2 separate regions of the Mus musculus genome follow, and region 1 is linked to region 2. A link is a contact called in public HiChIP or PLAC-seq data. All regions are on one chromosome and are shown on one strand. The core of a region is the stretch at or near the end of the contact, and the rest is flanking DNA. Distances in the headings are between cores, read along the strand shown.

Region 1 (4,884 bases), core at 2,331-4,830, 42 kb after region 2:
CTCCTGCACCTCCCCTCTCCCCCAATTCTAAGAACCAAATCTAGGACCTCCTACATACTAAACATACTCAGCCACTGAGCTGCACCTCAGCTGCCTTTAGAACTTAGTTTTTGTAGAGTAATAATCTTACTATTAGATGCTTTGTTTTGTTTTGTTTTGTTTTGTTTTGTTTTGTTTTGTTTTGAGGCAAGGTTTCTCTGTGATCCCTGGCTGTCCTGAAACTCACTCTGTAGACTAAGCTAACCTTGAACTCACAGAGATCTACCTGCCTCAGCCTCCCAAGTGCTGGAATTAAAGGCCTGTACCATCACCACCTTGCTACCATTGAGCTATATTTCCCCCCACCCGCCATGTCTTGTTATGAGGTATGTTAGTCAGGGGCTGGAAAAGACGTCAAGAGCACTGACGAATCTTCCAGAGGACCCGGGTTTGATTCCCAGCACCCACATGGTACCCACAACCATTTCTACCTTTAGTTCCAAGGAACCAATCTAGTGCTCTCTTCTGGACCCTGTGGGTACCAGTCACAGATGTGGTGCACAGACATTCACCAGACAAAACACCCATGCACATAAAACAATAATAAAATAAAAGTTTTTAAACGTGCATGTTACTTATACCCTCTTACTCTGAGCTGCACTGTGTAAGCCATTTCAGCCTGCCCTTTGTGGAGGGAACATGCATGGAGCAGCTCACAGATCACCTCACAGCTTCTGACAAAGACATTCCCAGAATTCAAGGCCGCCAGCCATCCCACAAACATCCCTGCTTCTATTATTTGGAGAGCTTTCTCCTTTAACTAAATTTAAAAAAAAAGAGTTTATTTAAGTCATTAAACCTGTTGAAAGGAAGGTAGTTCCTCTCTCTCCCCCACCCCCACCCCCTTTTTATTTCCTTGGGACTTGTATGACTGAGTCTCCTGGGTTTTCTAATAGTGCAAATGTCATTCGCTGCCTCCTATCCGTAGAGGTGTGTGCGCTTGTCTCCCACTTCCTGCCACCATCTTCGGCCATCCCACCTGCTTACTGGCTGAGCCTTCTCTTCCTATGTATGAGTTGTAGCTAAAGTCGGCCCTGTCTGACCGACTCAGTTCGCACCACACACTGCTCAGATGAGGCTCTGCTAGCCCTCTGCCTCTGGCCTGCTTTCCTCCAGCTGCAGGCAGCCACTGGGGTTTCTGGGCCTGCAGAAGTCCCCTTAGGTCACAGAAGGGAATTTGCAGTCCTGGGCTCAGGCCCCGCCCCTCCAGCTGCACCCCTCACCTAAGCTGCTTATCCATGCCTCCATGACTACCAGGTCCTCTCCCACCCACGTTGGCAGCCCAGTCTGCACCGCACCCTTAGATGGGTGCTCACACCATTTTTCATTTTGTGCCTACTAATTTTTATGTTAAAGTTTTTTTGTGGTTTTGTTTTTGTTAGTTTTACAAATTTTATGTATATGGGTATTTTGTCTGCAGGTATGTAAGTGTACTGTATATGTACCTGGTGACTGGGGGTAAGAGAGGGAGTTGGGTCTCCTGGAACTGCAGTTGCAGATGGCTGTGAGCCACCATGTGACTGTGGGAACCGAACCCCACTCCTCTGCAGGAGCATCAAGTGCTCTTAACCACAGGGCCAACGATCCAATCCCCAAACTGTATCTTTTTATGATGATGATGATGATGTTAAGAAATCCCCTTTTTTGTCAAAACTAAAACTCCGTTGATTTGTTTTTGTTTTAGAAATTTTTAATTCTTTTCTCTTAAAAACAATTCCTATTCTAATTCTATTTCCCCTGATTTTTAAAAAACACATTTATTTACGGATAACCTTGAGAGCAATGGGCTAATAGATGTTCTGTTTACTACATATAAAGGTTGACTTAGACAACCAGAAATAAGGTTTTAAAATTATGTCAGGTGTGTGTGTGTGTGTGTGTGTGTGTGTGAGAGAGAGAGAGAGAGAGAGAGAGAGAGAGAGAGAGAGAGCACACGCACATATGTACATATGTGTCACCATGCATAAGGATCAGAGGACAACTTTTGGGAGTCAGTTCTTTCCTTCCACTAAGTGATACCTGGGGAATCAAACCTAGGTGGTCAGTCATAGTGGCCAGTGCCCTCTGTCAGAGGAGGACATCAGATCCATTTGAGCTGTATCTCAGCAGCCCAGAAATAGTTTCTCCTGATGTGACATTAAAAAGACATAAAATGTGAAAGCACAGATTTAAAGGCATCATTAAGAAAGAAAAGAATCAGGCTGGTCCAGTGGTTAAGAGCACTGACTGCTCTTCCAGAGGACCCAGGTTCAAGTCCCAGCAGCCACATGGCAGCTTGCAATTGTCTATAATAGTTCCAGTTTCAGGAGATATGATACCCCTACACATGGAGGCAGAAAAACAATGTAAATAAAATTTTAAAAAGAAAGAAAGAGAGAGAGAGAGAGAGGGAGGGAGGGAGGGAGGGAGGGAGGGAGGAAGGGAGAGAGGGAGGGAGGGAGAGAGGGAGGGAGGGAGGGAGAGAGGGAGAGATCAAAGACAGAACAACCAGTGCTTCTTGAAAACAACAAAACCTAGGTCATGATATAGTTGGATTTTGCTTCCCCATAGGCAGACTGACGTTTTCAAAACAGCCAGGTAAGCTTGTGCCCTTCTCCCTCACCCCTGCCCTCTCAACTTCCACCTCACTGCTGCTGGGCAAGACATTTGAACTTCAGAAACAGCTATGCACTCAGGTTTGGGCTTGGGTCTAGTGAGATGGCTCTGAGGTTAAGAACATTGGCTGCGCTTTTGGAGGACCTGGCTTGCTTCCCAGCACCCAGTGGTGGCTTGCAACAGTTTACCACTGCAGCTCCTGGGGATCAGATGTCCTCTTCTGTCTTAGCCCTGCACCAGGAAGACGCATGGCATGTATGTATGCAGGCTCTCTTACACATACTTTGTAAAAAATATTTTGAGCCGGGCGTGGTGGTGCACGCCTTTAATCCCAGCACTTAGGAGGCAGAGGTAGGCAGATTTCTGAGTTTGAGGCCAGCCTGGTCTACAGAGTGAGTTCCAGGACAGCCAGGGCTACTCAGAGAAACCCTGTCTCGAAAAACCAGATATATATATATATTTCTTTTTAAAAATTGTGTTTGGATGTTTTTACCTGCATGTCTGTCTGTATGCATATGAATGTAATGCCGTCAGAGGCCAGTGAAGGGCGCTGGGTCTGGATTTGCTGACTGTCGTGAGCCACTGTGGGGGTACTGAGAATTGAACTCAAGTACTCATAACACCAGAACCATCTCTCCACCCTCTAAGTATTTTTAAAAGGAGTTTGTACTTTTGTATCCACGAATGATGTGGTATTTTGTTGTATTTCAAGTAAAGTGTTTGTTTGTTTGTTTGAGGCAAGGTCTGGAGTGTCGACGACTAGTCTTGAACTTGATACATATCCAGGGTTTCCTCATCCAGGGTTTCACAAGAGTGCCAAGGACAGTGCCTGCCTCCCAAGGTCATAAGGTCAGCCATGAAGACTGAATCATCCCCCCACACAGACCTAGCTAGGAAAAGTGGTGATTGTAGGCCACACCCTTTCTACATCTCATCAGCATCTCTTCCTGTCTGAGTCTCCCTAGGCTCCTGATGAGTCAGCTTGCTTTCCCAAGTCTGAGCCCCAGATTCCTCTCCTATACAGGGTTTCGGCAGACAGGAACTGTACCTGCAGCCAGCCTCCGACATTATGGTGGGTCAGTACTAAGCCCTAGCTAGCACTGCCCCTCTGGTAGCAGCCTGGAGTCCCCTGGCTGAGTATGTCCTGTGCAGACCCTACGTGATCATCCTGTGCATCCCACTCGTGGGTCTGCTGTTTTCCTTTCTTAGATACTTTTAAAATTAGATTTTTAAAATGTATACGGATGTTTTGCCTGAATGTGCGTCTATGCACTATGTGTGTGCCTGGTGCCCACAGTAGCCAGAAGATATTAGATGCCCTGGGACTGGATAGATGGTTGTGAGCCACCATGTGAGTGCAGGGAACCAAAGAGGAAGTTCTCTGGAAGAGCAGTCAGTGTTTTTAATCACTGAGCCATCCCTCCAACCTGAGCCTTTTGTTTTTATCACCATTGGAAACAGGGCCACCCACAATCTGGGTAATCATTCTACACACTGAGCCCAAGCCCCTTGCTCTCAGTACCTCCTCTAGCCCTCTTACAGATATCGTATCTAACCCCTATTAAATGGCAGTGTGTATGGAGACACAAGATGGAGTGTGTAATGTTTCTCTTAGAACAAACACAAACATCAGGTGAACTTTCTTCTCACCTGGGAGTGTGTTGTGGGGCGTGGGGGAGCAGTCCTATCCAGAATATAGCTCAACACTCTGAAATACTCCAGGATTCCTGAGGCTGCTCATTTGGCTCGGCCACTGACAAGTTCATGGGCATTAATTAGGCGGCATGTTTTAATGTTTTAAGTCTCCGGGCTTATTTCCCACTTCCAGTTCCAGCGTCTGGTGTGTTGCTTGCTCAGGATGACATCTTCCTTATGAAGCACAAAGTTTTCATAGAAATATGGAAAGAGGTCAGCCTGACGGACTCCGCATGAATCCTCTGAGAAGTATGCTGTGGACATCAGGGAGTTCTGCGTGCAGTCTGCACCACACTAAATGACTGTTATAACTGACAGTGTGGTCTGTATGGACAGGAAGCAATCAGAAGAGGGATGGGCAGATGGGAAGTAGTGTTTGCAGTCATGGGAGTGACCATTCCAGAACAATTGTTAGCCTTTCTTTCCTCTTCCTCATCTTTTTGTAATACTTTTGGAGAGGGGGGGGAGAGAGAGAGAGAGAGAGAGGGAGAGAGAGAGAGAGAGAGAGGCCCCACCCATTTTTTTTTCTTTTTGGCAGACTTGGAATGAGTTCAT
Region 2 (4,857 bases), core at 642-3,141:
AAAGCAAATAGGCTCACTAGCTCCAGGTGAGCCACCCCCAACCATTTCTTGTTGTCTTCCTACCAGATCATAAAGCCAGCAAGGTGTGTCACGGTTGTGCGTCTTGTGTCTGGCCTATCTCCTGTGGAAGGAATTCAGTTCTTTGCTGCCCGGACAGGGGGAATAGTCACAAAAATTCAAACATGACTTCCTTTCAAATTGGTATGAGATGGCTCAGTGGATAATGGCACTTGCCAAACCTAACCACCCGAGTTCAACCCGGGAACCAACATGGTGGAGGGAGAACCAGTTCCCACAAGTCGTCCTCTGAACTGCATCTGCGCACATGCTCAGAGGCGTGTGTGTGCCTCTCCCTCCTTTAAAAAATTGATGTAATTCAGAAGATTCTTACTCTAAAACGCACAATTCAGCGGTTTTGGGTATAGTCAGCTTTACTACCAACATCAGTACCTAGGGGACATCCTTGGACCACTCCCCACAAGACAAAGCCCCTTTGTTCCATCAGCTGTCCCTCTACACACCACACCTGTCCCGAGCAGCCAACCAAGATCTACTACTCTCTGCAGCATTTCCTACCCACCACTGTAACACACGGAATTGTTCCTCCTGAACTTTGACCTCAACCTCTTTCACATAATTAGGTTTCCTGGGTCCTTCTCTGTTGCAGGGTGTATCAGCATTCGCTCCTTTTCCTGGTTTGGCCATAGTCCTCTGAAGGTATGCACCACATTAAAACAAAGAGCAAAACTCGTCCTAGCCAAGATGATTTGATTTTTTACTATCCGTTGCAACTCTAGGATCCTAGGTTCACGTGAATGGGGACGACCGAATCTCAAGATTTTCTGTGCTCTTTTCTTCCTGAACTCTTCTTCCTCAGATCCTGGGAGCGCAGCCCCGCAGAGGCCCTGCGAGTTTACTTCCTCAGTCTTCCCTTTCACCAGGAGTCAGACTCCCTAATACTGTTTTAGGAATCCCCGTTCCCCTCTCTCCTAGGCTACCTGGCTTCCTGAAACCGGACACCGCGAGGACCAAGGTCTCTGTCTCTCTCTTTTCTTCTTCTTCTTCTTCTTCTTCTTCTTCTTCTTCTTCTTCTTCTTCTTCTTCTTCTTCTTCTTCTTCTTCTTCTTCTTCTTCTTCTTCTCCTTCTCCTTCTCCTTCTCCTTCTCCTTCTCCTTCTCCTTCTCCTTCTCCTTCTCCTTCTCCTTCTCCTTCTCCTTCTCCTTCTCCTTCTCCTTCTCCTTCTCCTTCTCCTTCTCCTTCCTCCTCTCTCTCTCTCTCTCTCTCTCTCTCTCTCTCTCTCTCTCTCTCTCTCTCCCTCTCTCTCTCTCTCTCTCTCTCTCCCCCCCCTCCCTCCCTCCCTTCCTCTCCCTTCCCAAGGAAATTAATTCAGGTACAAAAGACGGGTGGAGGAAGTATTTTCGACTTCCCTCACAATCCAGAAAGAAAAAAAAAAGAGAGAAAGAGAGAAAGAGAGAGAGAAGAAAAGAAAAAGGATTTCCTTTGAGCTGCGACTTTGTGATCTTTTAAGCAGTTAAAAATATTTCTTTAAAAAAAAGAATCTAGGAAAATCATGCGACTTGTGAGTGGGAGCTAAGTCGATGCTAAGTTTCTCCGTAAAGAGAAGCGACAGGAGCGCGGTTTCCTAACCTCCCCAAGTGTTTTCATCCCTTCGGTTTGGGGGTGGCTCCCTGGGGACGGCTAGGACAGCGGCGCGCTCTGCGGGGTAGCGAGGCCGCAGGACTACAGGATCCAGAGGCCTTTGTAAACTCTTGTAGTTCACGCTTGTTGGCTACCTCGGCTTCCCTGAGGAGTGACGCTGCGAAAACAAATTCTGATTGGTCAGGCCTGTGCTGAATTCTCCATTTATGGACAGATTGCCCGGCCCGAGCCCAGCCTGAGCCAGAGAAGAGTTCGGATTAAGTGTTAAGAGAAAGCGGGTCCAGGCAAAGCAGTTGGACAAGCAATCCCGCAGAGCGCATCAGGGTGCATCTCTAGACAGTTGGGGATCGCCAGGTCTGAGTGTGCACCGGGTCTGCTAAGTTTTGCCTTCACCTAGCGTTTCGGATCCCGCCTGGATGGAGTCCCTCTTGGATTTCCATTGGCTCCTGTGAGTGCTTGGGTGTCGGGAGCTTGTTTTTTGGCGAAGGGAACCAACTTTTGAAGTTCGCCCAGGAGACCGCGTTCCAGCCTCAGTGCCTAGGCAGCGGGACCCGGCGGAGGCGCGACCGCGGCGGGAGTCACCATGGTGAGTTGGCTGCGCCGCGTCCCAGGACGCCTGACCCTGGGATGGGGCAGGAAGCCCCGGAGCGGGCACCTACCTTGGGCAAGCTGCCCAGGCCAGGGGGTGGAGAAGGTGGACGCGGGAGTGTGCACTTCTGGAGCGCTGATTTCCTGCTGTTTGCTGTAAACCGGGTCTTAAACGGGAAGAGGGAGAGAGGAGGGACAAGAAAAACTCTCTGGAGTGACTTTCTGCGCCGCGAAAGTTTTGGTGCCAATGTTGTTGTGGCTGCCAGCTGTCTGAAGCTTGAGAGTGGGCACGTCTGTTTTCACCGGCACAGCCGTGGGACCGGAGACTTTTTTCTCCTCTAGAGAAGGTGAGGGGCACGCCTGTGTCCCTCGGGTCCTCTCCCCTGGGCAGGCACTGGCGTGAGCTCCCTGGCAGGCTGATCCCGCAGTTGTTCTCCTGGCATTGGGGAGGACCTAGGCAGCCCCGCCTGCGCTGGTGATGGGCCGAGCGCTGCACAAAGGCAGGCAGGGGCGCCAGGTACTGCGGAGCACCTGGCGGTGGCCCGGGCTGCAGGGACTCTGACGACAGCGCGCAGCGGCAGCCAAACTGGCCGGGAGCCCAGGCCTGTAGGGTCCCTGTGTAGGGTAAACACCTCCTGAGGAGGGCCCCACCCGGTCCCCAGCTCGAGAGGACCGCCACCCTCTCGGAGATCGTTCCTGGTTTTGTTCTTTCCCACTTGGTACTTGGGGGAGTGTCTGGGTTGGACAGCCTCTCTGTAACTCATTTGAGACTAAGTCCCCAGCCCAGCCACCCTCCTCTCTCAATCCCAAATAACCTTAGCCACATCCCCTGGGCTTTGCCGTGGTGTGGCTTTCCTACTGAAGGACAAAAACAAAGATTGAATTTTAGAGACATTGCCAGCCACCCGGACCGAAAGGGGGGGGACTTTAAAAACTTAAAAAAAAAACTTTTAAAAGGTTTTAGAAGGCTTCAAAGTTTCCACACTTGCTTCGTGGTGGAGGAGCTTGTCCTCCTGGCTTTCTCATTGTTTACTGGCGGTGAGGGTGAAGCTTACTAAAAAAGATGCCTAGCATAGCGCTGGCTTGAGAAATCTGTATCCCAGATCCCCAGCGCCAAGCATCCGCAGCGCACGCCCGGGTAGAACCCACATTCAGTTCACAAACAGTCCTTGCCCCCCCGCGCTGTTTATTCAAAAGAATGATTTTAAAAACAAACGAAACCTTTAAAGGGCATCCTGGCCCCAAGCTTTTACTTTCCACATAGTTCAAAATTATGTCACCTTTGCCCCTGAGAGAGAATACTTCATTTATAAATAAGCTTCCCCCGCCAGTTTCGAGGTTTCAGAAGTCAGTCCACCCTCATGGTGTGCCTCATGGGTGGAGTTTCTCCAGCCTCTGACCGCTTGAACTTGAACAGTGATAGTCCTGGTGCCTAAGAATTGCTGTAATTACTTTCCGTGGTTCAATATTTCTAAAAAAAACCCAAAATCAATGTGTTTATGGCCAAGGACTTAAAGAATTTTACTGTATGTAATTGCTTAAGTGCTACCTTGAGAAAAATCCTTTGTTAAACTCACTTTTTTTTGGCTGCGTAGACCCTAAATTAGCCTGTGATGCCCTTTCCAGAGACGTGGGAAAACACGCTCAATTTGGCTCCTTGCAGTTGGGGTAGTTTATTTGGTCCATCAGATGTGGAGGTGTGTCTTAGAGTCCCTTTCTTGGTTGATTTATCAGGGTAGACAGGGTGTAGTCACCTCCTCCTGGGTTCCCTGCCAACAGCACAGATGGGCATGTTGTGGGCCACTAGGAGGCTATCTGTGCATCAGATATGGTTGCCCGGGCCACAATTTACTGCCCGGAAAAGTTGAAACAGCTGGCTATCCTTAAATAGATGTGCCATGGACAGAAAGAACTCTAGTATCTAGAGTCATTTGGACAAAGTTAAAGGAAATGTGTTTCTTCCATGACTTGGAAGTTTGAGTGGGCTTATCAGCTGTGTGAAGTCACCTTAGAACAGGTACCCACAACTCAGATAGTCCTGTGAGAATGCTCAATGTTTCTGTAAGAAGTCTCTCGCTGAATGGAACTTCTGTGTTATGCATCTGTCTGGGCCTGCCCAGTTGAATCCTTCAGCTGTTTAAGGACAGGAAGGGATGGGCCATTACCCTCGGTGGGTGTGGCCAAGAATTAGCACAGAGCACAGGCCCTTGGCCAGGCTGGAGGAAGAACACCTGCACTGTGAACTCTCTGTGTGCTTGTGCGATGGTTGCTCTTGATTGGCAAGCTAATAGGATTTAGAATCATCACAGAACAAAACCTTTGGGCATAGCTGAGAGTTTCTAGCTTAGATTTGTAGAGGCTGCAAGACCCACAGGGTGGCACCGTTCCTGGGGCTGGGCTTGACTACAAAGGAAACTGGGAGCTGAGTTCCAGCAGTTGTCTCTCCCTGCTTCCTGCTTGCTGGAACAGCGGCGTGATGGCTGCCTCTGGTGTTGGCTGCCTCTGGTATTGGCCGCCATGCCTCTTCCCCCTTGATCAGATTGTATCCCCTTCATCCTCTCAGACAAGCCCTTCCACCAGTTCCTTTTGTCAGGGATGTTTGTCACAATA

What was found. HiChIP or PLAC-seq counts read pairs in DNA pulled down with a chosen protein or histone mark.
Region 1: an H3K27ac HiChIP or PLAC-seq map of embryonic stem cells shows a contact between it and region 2, with 12 read pairs. The contact joins the enhancer-like site here to the promoter of Myo1e in region 2. A contact is called at or near these places in 3 of 39 promoter capture datasets (liver and trophoblast stem cells), 62 of 484 Hi-C or Micro-C datasets (the AML12 cell line, B cells, the BV-2 cell line and 35 more), 19 of 115 datasets of contacts at active chromatin or transcription factors (bone marrow-derived dendritic cells, bone marrow-derived macrophages, effector CD8 T cells and 11 more) and 4 of 9 other capture datasets (adipose tissue, liver, macrophages and 1 more).

Annotation. Positions count from the first base shown.
Region 1 is chr9:70,245,486-70,250,369 of GRCm38.p6, forward strand. The region is part of intron 1 of Myo1e (myosin IE); the gene reads left to right. Among named protein-coding and RNA genes, the nearest start is that of Gm26849, 4.9 kb to the left of the region's middle. Within about 2 kb of position 3,581, at least 77 of the 459 cell types and tissues checked have an H3K27ac peak or open chromatin away from gene starts, as enhancers often do. A contact at or near this core is called in the BV-2 cell line, the C2C12 cell line, the MNK3 cell line and 12 more, where this site is marked.
Region 2 is chr9:70,205,459-70,210,315 of GRCm38.p6, forward strand. It overlaps Myo1e (myosin IE), which reads left to right and starts at 1,892. Exons shown (of 28, transcript NM_181072.3): 1 at 1,892-2,245. The coding sequence starts at 2,243. All of the region lies in intron 1 of Gm26849 (a long non-coding RNA gene), which reads right to left.